2 separate regions of the Mus musculus genome follow, and region 1 is linked to region 2. A link is a contact called in public ChIA-PET data. All regions are on one chromosome and are shown on one strand. The core of a region is the stretch at or near the end of the contact, and the rest is flanking DNA. Distances in the headings are between cores, read along the strand shown. Region 1 overlaps Slc41a2 (solute carrier family 41, member 2). Region 2 overlaps Chst11 (carbohydrate sulfotransferase 11).

The links. ChIA-PET counts read pairs in DNA pulled down with a chosen protein or histone mark.
Region 1: a contact with region 2 is called in an RNA polymerase II ChIA-PET map of memory CD8 T cells, with 8 read pairs. The contact joins two enhancer-like sites. A contact is called at or near these places in 3 of 39 promoter capture datasets (the 3T3-L1 cell line and 3T3-L1-derived adipocytes), 1 of 484 Hi-C or Micro-C datasets (Th1 cells) and 3 of 115 datasets of contacts at active chromatin or transcription factors (double positive thymocytes, effector CD8 T cells and memory CD8 T cells).

The regions. Positions count from the first base shown.
Region 1 is chr10:83,328,710-83,331,573 of GRCm38.p6, reverse strand. All of the region lies in intron 1 of Slc41a2 (solute carrier family 41, member 2), which reads left to right. Among named protein-coding and RNA genes, the nearest start is that of Slc41a2, 7.7 kb to the left of the region's middle. Within about 2 kb of position 1,388, at least 83 of the 459 cell types and tissues checked have an H3K27ac peak or open chromatin away from gene starts, as enhancers often do. A contact at or near this core is called in Th1 cells, double positive thymocytes, effector CD8 T cells and 1 more, where this site is marked.
Region 2 is chr10:83,183,048-83,185,968 of GRCm38.p6, reverse strand. The region is part of intron 2 of Chst11 (carbohydrate sulfotransferase 11); the gene reads right to left. Among named protein-coding and RNA genes, the nearest start is that of Slc41a2, 150 kb to the left of the region's middle. Within about 2 kb of position 1,543, at least 150 of the 459 cell types and tissues checked have an H3K27ac peak or open chromatin away from gene starts, as enhancers often do. A contact at or near this core is called in Th1 cells, double positive thymocytes, effector CD8 T cells and 1 more, where this site is marked.

The DNA.
Region 1 (2,864 bases), core at 139-2,638, 150 kb before region 2:
ATTAAAGTAGGCCAGACATGGTGACCCATACTTTTAGACCTTGGTAGGTAGAGAGAGGCAGGCAGATCTCTGTGAGCTTGGGGCCAGTTCTCTATAGCAAGTTCCGGGCCAGCCAGGGCTACATTGAGACTGTCACAATAGTTAAAGTAGAAAACAAGAATATGTTGAACATAGATATTGCTGGACCATAGGGTTAAGGGCTTGTTGTTGGGATTTAGTTAGCCTTCTTAAGGACCTTGGGTTTATTGTAGAGGAAGTAAGATGCCCTTGGATCTAATCAGGACCTGGTTCACTGGTGAGATAGCTATCACCCTAAGATCTCTTTAGGTCCTTTGTCTTTCTCAACTCAGTCAGAAACTTTATATTTCTTGGCCTAGTGATACAGGCATTTCAAATCTGCTTTCACTCTGATCTGAAGAATCTTCCCTTTGTTTCTGTTCCCATTTCATAAAGGTTCCCTGTTTGTTTGCCCTTTTTGCTCCAAGATAGAAAGCTCTAAGAGCTTGCTTCTGCCTTTTCACATTGTGCCTGGTAACTGGTATAATACCTGGTGCATAGTAGGGACTAAACACGTTTGTAACCAGTTAGTACCTGGCACAGAGTAGGAACTAAGCATATGTTCGTTGAGTCTCATGACATATGACACAGTGAGCCATGTTTGGTGGCGTATATCTGTATTCCAGCACTTGGAGAGATTGAGTCAGGAGGACTGTCATGAGTCTGAGGGCAGCCTGGGCTAAGGAGAGAGAGCCCTATCTCAAAAGAATAAAACAAAAGCAAATCAGGGCAGGAGGTGGCTCAGCAGGAGGTGGCTTTGGCCACCAAGCCTGACAACCTGAGTTTGATCCCCAGGACCCCTGTAGTGGATAGAGAACCAACCCCTTGAAAGTCTTTCCCTGACCTCCACACATGTCCAGCCTCTGTGTTCATGATGTGGCACACACACACACACACACACACACACACACACACACACACACACGTATGCAGGCATGCACTCGAGAACACACCCACAAATAAATGTGGAACAAAAAAAAAAAAAAAAAACTAGTATGACTGAATGTGGCGCCCCACAGCTGTAACTGTGGCGCAGAAGGCAGCGGAAGGAGAATTGAGTCAAGCTTGAGGTTAGCCTCGTCTTCACAGGAAGTGCCAGGACAGCCAGAACTACAGACTGAAACCCTGTTTCAAAAAAAAGCAAACAAACAAATGTAAAACAGCAACAACAAAAGACAAAACGAGATATTTCCTGATATCAGGACTGTTTTGTTTTTAGTTAGACTTTCTTGGGCAAAAAGGTTTTATTGGAATATTTTTCTCACTTGAAACACTAGGGTTAGAACTACATTTGTTTATTTTTTTAAAAGCTCTGCAACCCAAAATACTCTCTTACAGCCACACAGTGGTAGAGGTGTTGGAGGAAGGTTCTGCTATGGTGATCTCTCCTGCAGTCCCAGCTTCTGAAAGATCAGCAGTTCAAGGTCATGTCAGCTCTGCCGTAGCGAGTTCCAGGCCAGCCTGGTATACCCAAAACCCTGTCTCAAAACAACAGCAGCGACAACAACAAACAGTAATAAGAGTAATACATTTTGATTTTCACTTAGAAGTATAGAATGGGACAGGTGGCCCACAGGAACAGAAATCTAGCACACACGCGCATTTGAGCACGCAGGCATCCTGAACTTTTGACAAAGGCAGCTTTTTACAGATGCTGGGGACAAAGCAAATAAGATTAAAGTCCCCAGAGCCATCAGGAGAGAGAGGTTTTGCTCTTTGAAGTGGTAAAATTAGAGCATCCCTATGCCCCAGAGAACTCATGGGGATGAATTTAATGATGTCAGTTTGTTTCCAGAGAGTGTCGCTGCTAACACAGTACTGTGATGTCACAAAACTAAATCGAGAAACAAAGAAAGAATTCTGTTGGCATATGGTTCTGATAACTGGAAAGCAGCTTTGAAAACTTTGTGAGAAGTAGAAAGGTTTCAGTTCAAACTTGCCTGTCTGTAGATTTTTGGGGTGTTGAAACTTGGCTAGTTTTGTAAGTAAGTTTATCTATTTTAGACTAGATTGTCAGAATCAAACTTTGCTAGTATAGAAATGGCTTTAAAACTAAATTGAAACTGTTAACATGTATGTATCTTTAAAACGTATTTCCGTGTGCGTGAGTGTGCGCACGTGAGTGTGTGTGTGTGTATGTGTGTGTATTATGTGTGCACAGGCCTACACATTTGTGCCATGGGCGCGGGTGGAGCATTGAGGACAGCTTGCAGGAATCAGTTTTCACCCTAAGACCATATGGTTCCTGGCAATCAAACTTGGTTCTTTGGGCCTGGTGGCAAGCGCCTTTATCCACTGAGCCATCTCACTGGCCCTCTGTAATTATCCTAAAGTAATTGCAGACGTTGGAAAGTATTATGCACAAACTTGCTCATTTTCATTGCAGTGTAATTTAGTCAAGAGTCAGCTCTAGGGAAATGATTCAATAAGATGCGTCAGCCCTTTGAAGAAATCTAACCTGCTGCCCTACTCCCCATGGGTAAATGCTTTTGAGCACTTAGGGGCCTCCTCTGTGCTTTCCTCCTGGCTAGGAATTCCTGGACTTCTCTTGATGGCCACTTGATGTTTGGTCATGTGAACCGTGACTTAGACCACTCCATTCTCTCTGTGTAGTTTTCTGTCAGGCTACCATTTACTTCATTGTATTGCTCCCCCCAACCCCGTCTCCTGTCCGCCCTCTCTCCACACCCCAATTTCTTTGGATCTTACTTACCCTTTAAAGTTTTAGTCTTTCTCGTGGGCACATTTTGTCAAGTCCTGGGGAACACGTGGACCTTTGTATCAAAATCTCATAGACTGGTAAAGAG
Region 2 (2,921 bases), core at 294-2,793:
GTTTCTAACTTCCAGAGAGGGAAACTGAGGCACTGGGGACGATGCAGGTTGCTCAAGGTCCCAGAGATAGGAACTGGGACTGTAAGTTCAGGTGCTGGTAGACACTGACTTGTGTGACTCCTGGAGTCAGAAGCCACACCTGGGGACTCCCACCTCTGGATTAAGCCACCTGGGGACTCAATCCTGGCAGTCCAGAGGTATCATGGTGATAGGCTGGGTCCTATTTCTATCCCAGAGGTCTGCTATACCTTCTCCGGCTGTTGCCGGTGGTCCCAGGGTCCTAGTACTGCCCGGGTAGGAACCACAGCTTCAGAGGGCCTAGAGTCCTATGTATACTAGGGCTGGACCACACTGGAACCTGGGTGTGAGCCTTGTCGAGTCTCACTAAACCTGCTGGGGCTGGTGTTGTCTGTGAGTAACCAGCTGGTGTTCTCCCTGGCATCTGAGGGCTGTAACACACCTTCTTGGAGCCTCTGGTTCACCCATCCTAGGTGCACAGCTTAAAGACCCCTGGGGAAAAAGAACCAGCCAGGCTGTGAGCATCCTGCGAAAAGTACTCAGTCAGTTTATTAAGAGCAAGTTTTGAGGCTCAAGCCCTTGCCTGGCTGCTCTCTTGCAACAGCCACCATCTTGTATGCGTGTCACACACCACTGACTCGCTCTGGCCTCTCTCCCTCCTAGCATGCTAATTCCAGGGTGCAGGTGTCTTCCACTTTTTTTTCCCTCTAATACATTACTAATTCTTGGCCCATAGGAGACACTCGAAGGTTTGTCTGAATTAAAGTGAGAATGCATGAATGCATACGAGTCAGTGCGCACATGCATGTATGAATGTATGCTTACACTCAGGAGTGAATGTAATATATGCACATATGCATGTATGAATAGATGCAGGTATATGTCAATAATGTGGGGTGTATAGGGATTGTGCAGGTTCTGGGTGACTGGAGAGGCTGCTGTGTGCTCCTCTGGTGCCTACATCTGCTGCCCCAGCCCATCCTCCTACTGAGGTTTGGAGCCAGAGTCTGAAGCTGCACCAACGCATTAGCAGATAGGCTGTTCGTCTTAGGAGAAGTCGGCTCTGATGAAACAGCTTTGATCATGGGAGGACTCCTCTGGAGCTTTCTACCTGAGTCAGCCCAGGAAACAGGAGGAGGAGTCATGCCATGCTGGAGGGCAAAGATACCAGAAGAGGTTGGAAGAGCTCTGCACAGGGCTCCGTGAGTTGGGGCGCCTTTCCAGGAAGCCAGATGTAGCTGGAGGGGCCTTATTTACATCCCACAGTCTCTGGGCTCCGGGAGGTTTGGGCCTGGTGCAGAAGGCTTCAGGCTTAGGAATGGGACCATTGCCAAGCTGGCCTGGCTTCCTATGAATGGTGGCCCAGAACAGGGACAAGGGTGAGGAAGGGACAGGGTTCCGACACCAAGGAGGCTGGTCCTTCAGAAGTCTGAAATCAGAGGGGCAGGCAGGCTCTGTGCCTGTTGACTGACACACTCTGGGGATATCGGAAGTCACTTCTGACAGGAGGAAGGAAGCTGGGCCCCTTCTCTCAGCCTCGAGGCTGGCAACTCCCCCCCAGGGCTGGGCTGTCTGTGGTATTTTAGGGAGGCAGGTAGGTGTGTGTGTGGGAGAATATGGCTTGGCCCTGCAGGTTCTCTTGGCTTCTGACTGGACAATTTGGCTTTGTGGTTTCCTTCCTGCCTCTCTCCAGAGACTCAGCACGCCTTACTGAACATTTGACTGAGCATCTTGAGCCCTCAGGCCTTGGTTCCCCATTCTGTACCATGGGGACAATAGTTGTGCATTCTGGGGGTTGCTTTGATGATTGAGGGCTCAGAAAAAAAACATATGGCACCATGCCTGTGTCTTGTGAACACCACGGAAGTAGAAATTCACTTCCTGTTTAACGTCATTGTGGAGGATTGTCTGGAAAGGGGCTGGCAGTAGAACCAGGCAGCAAAGCCTTGACTGAACCTGAATGCTGACTCCCTGTGTTGTCTGGTGACTGTAACTCCTTGACTCCACCTTAGCCATCTGACTGTACGGTCAGTGTGGGTGGTCCAGGCACCTGCTCCTAGCCACGGTCCTGGGGTATTTCCATCAGATCAGCTCTGGTGTCTCTGTTACACCCGAGGAACTGCTGGTTGGGTATTCTTCTCCGGGAGTGGGCTCTGCAGGAATGCCAGACACATCTGGCATCTGCTCACGAGGCCTGACTCATGCACATCTGGTATCTCACTGACAGAAAATGACTGATAGACATTAGCTGGAATAACATCCTGGCTGGACAGTTGAAGAAAGGGGCAACATCGCGATGAGCTATCAGTACAGTCAACACACTGTAAAGCAGGCGGTGGATTTCAGGATGCTAGAACTGTAGGCTATTGTGTGTGTGTGTGTGTGTGGTGTGTGTGTGTGTGTGTGTGTGTGTGTGTGTGTGTGTGTGTACTTGTGGAGGTCGATCTTGGGTATTAGGTATCATTCCTTAGACGCTGTCCATCACTCTCCTTCAACAACAATAACAACAACTACTACAACAGTGTTTCTTATTGGCCTGAAACCTACGCTGGGATAACAGACACACATCACAATGCTCAGTGTTTGTTTGTTTGTTTGTTTTTTGCTCCCCCCTATCCGTTCTAGGGATGGAAGCCAGGACCTCAGGCCTGTGCAGCAAGCACTGTACTGGTTGATCTATCTCTGATGCCTCCTGGTCTATCAACACCCCATCTCCCTCATTAATACAAGTTACCCACGTACCATTCCTGGTGGGGAAGAGGCTAGAATTGGGCCAGCCCAGCAGATACCACCGCAAAGTATTCCTCCCTTTCCCACCTGCTAGGCACCTTCTACCCCTTCCACAAGTCACCCACAAACCCAAAAGTCCAAGAAGCCACCCCCAGCATCAGGCCTCACTGTCT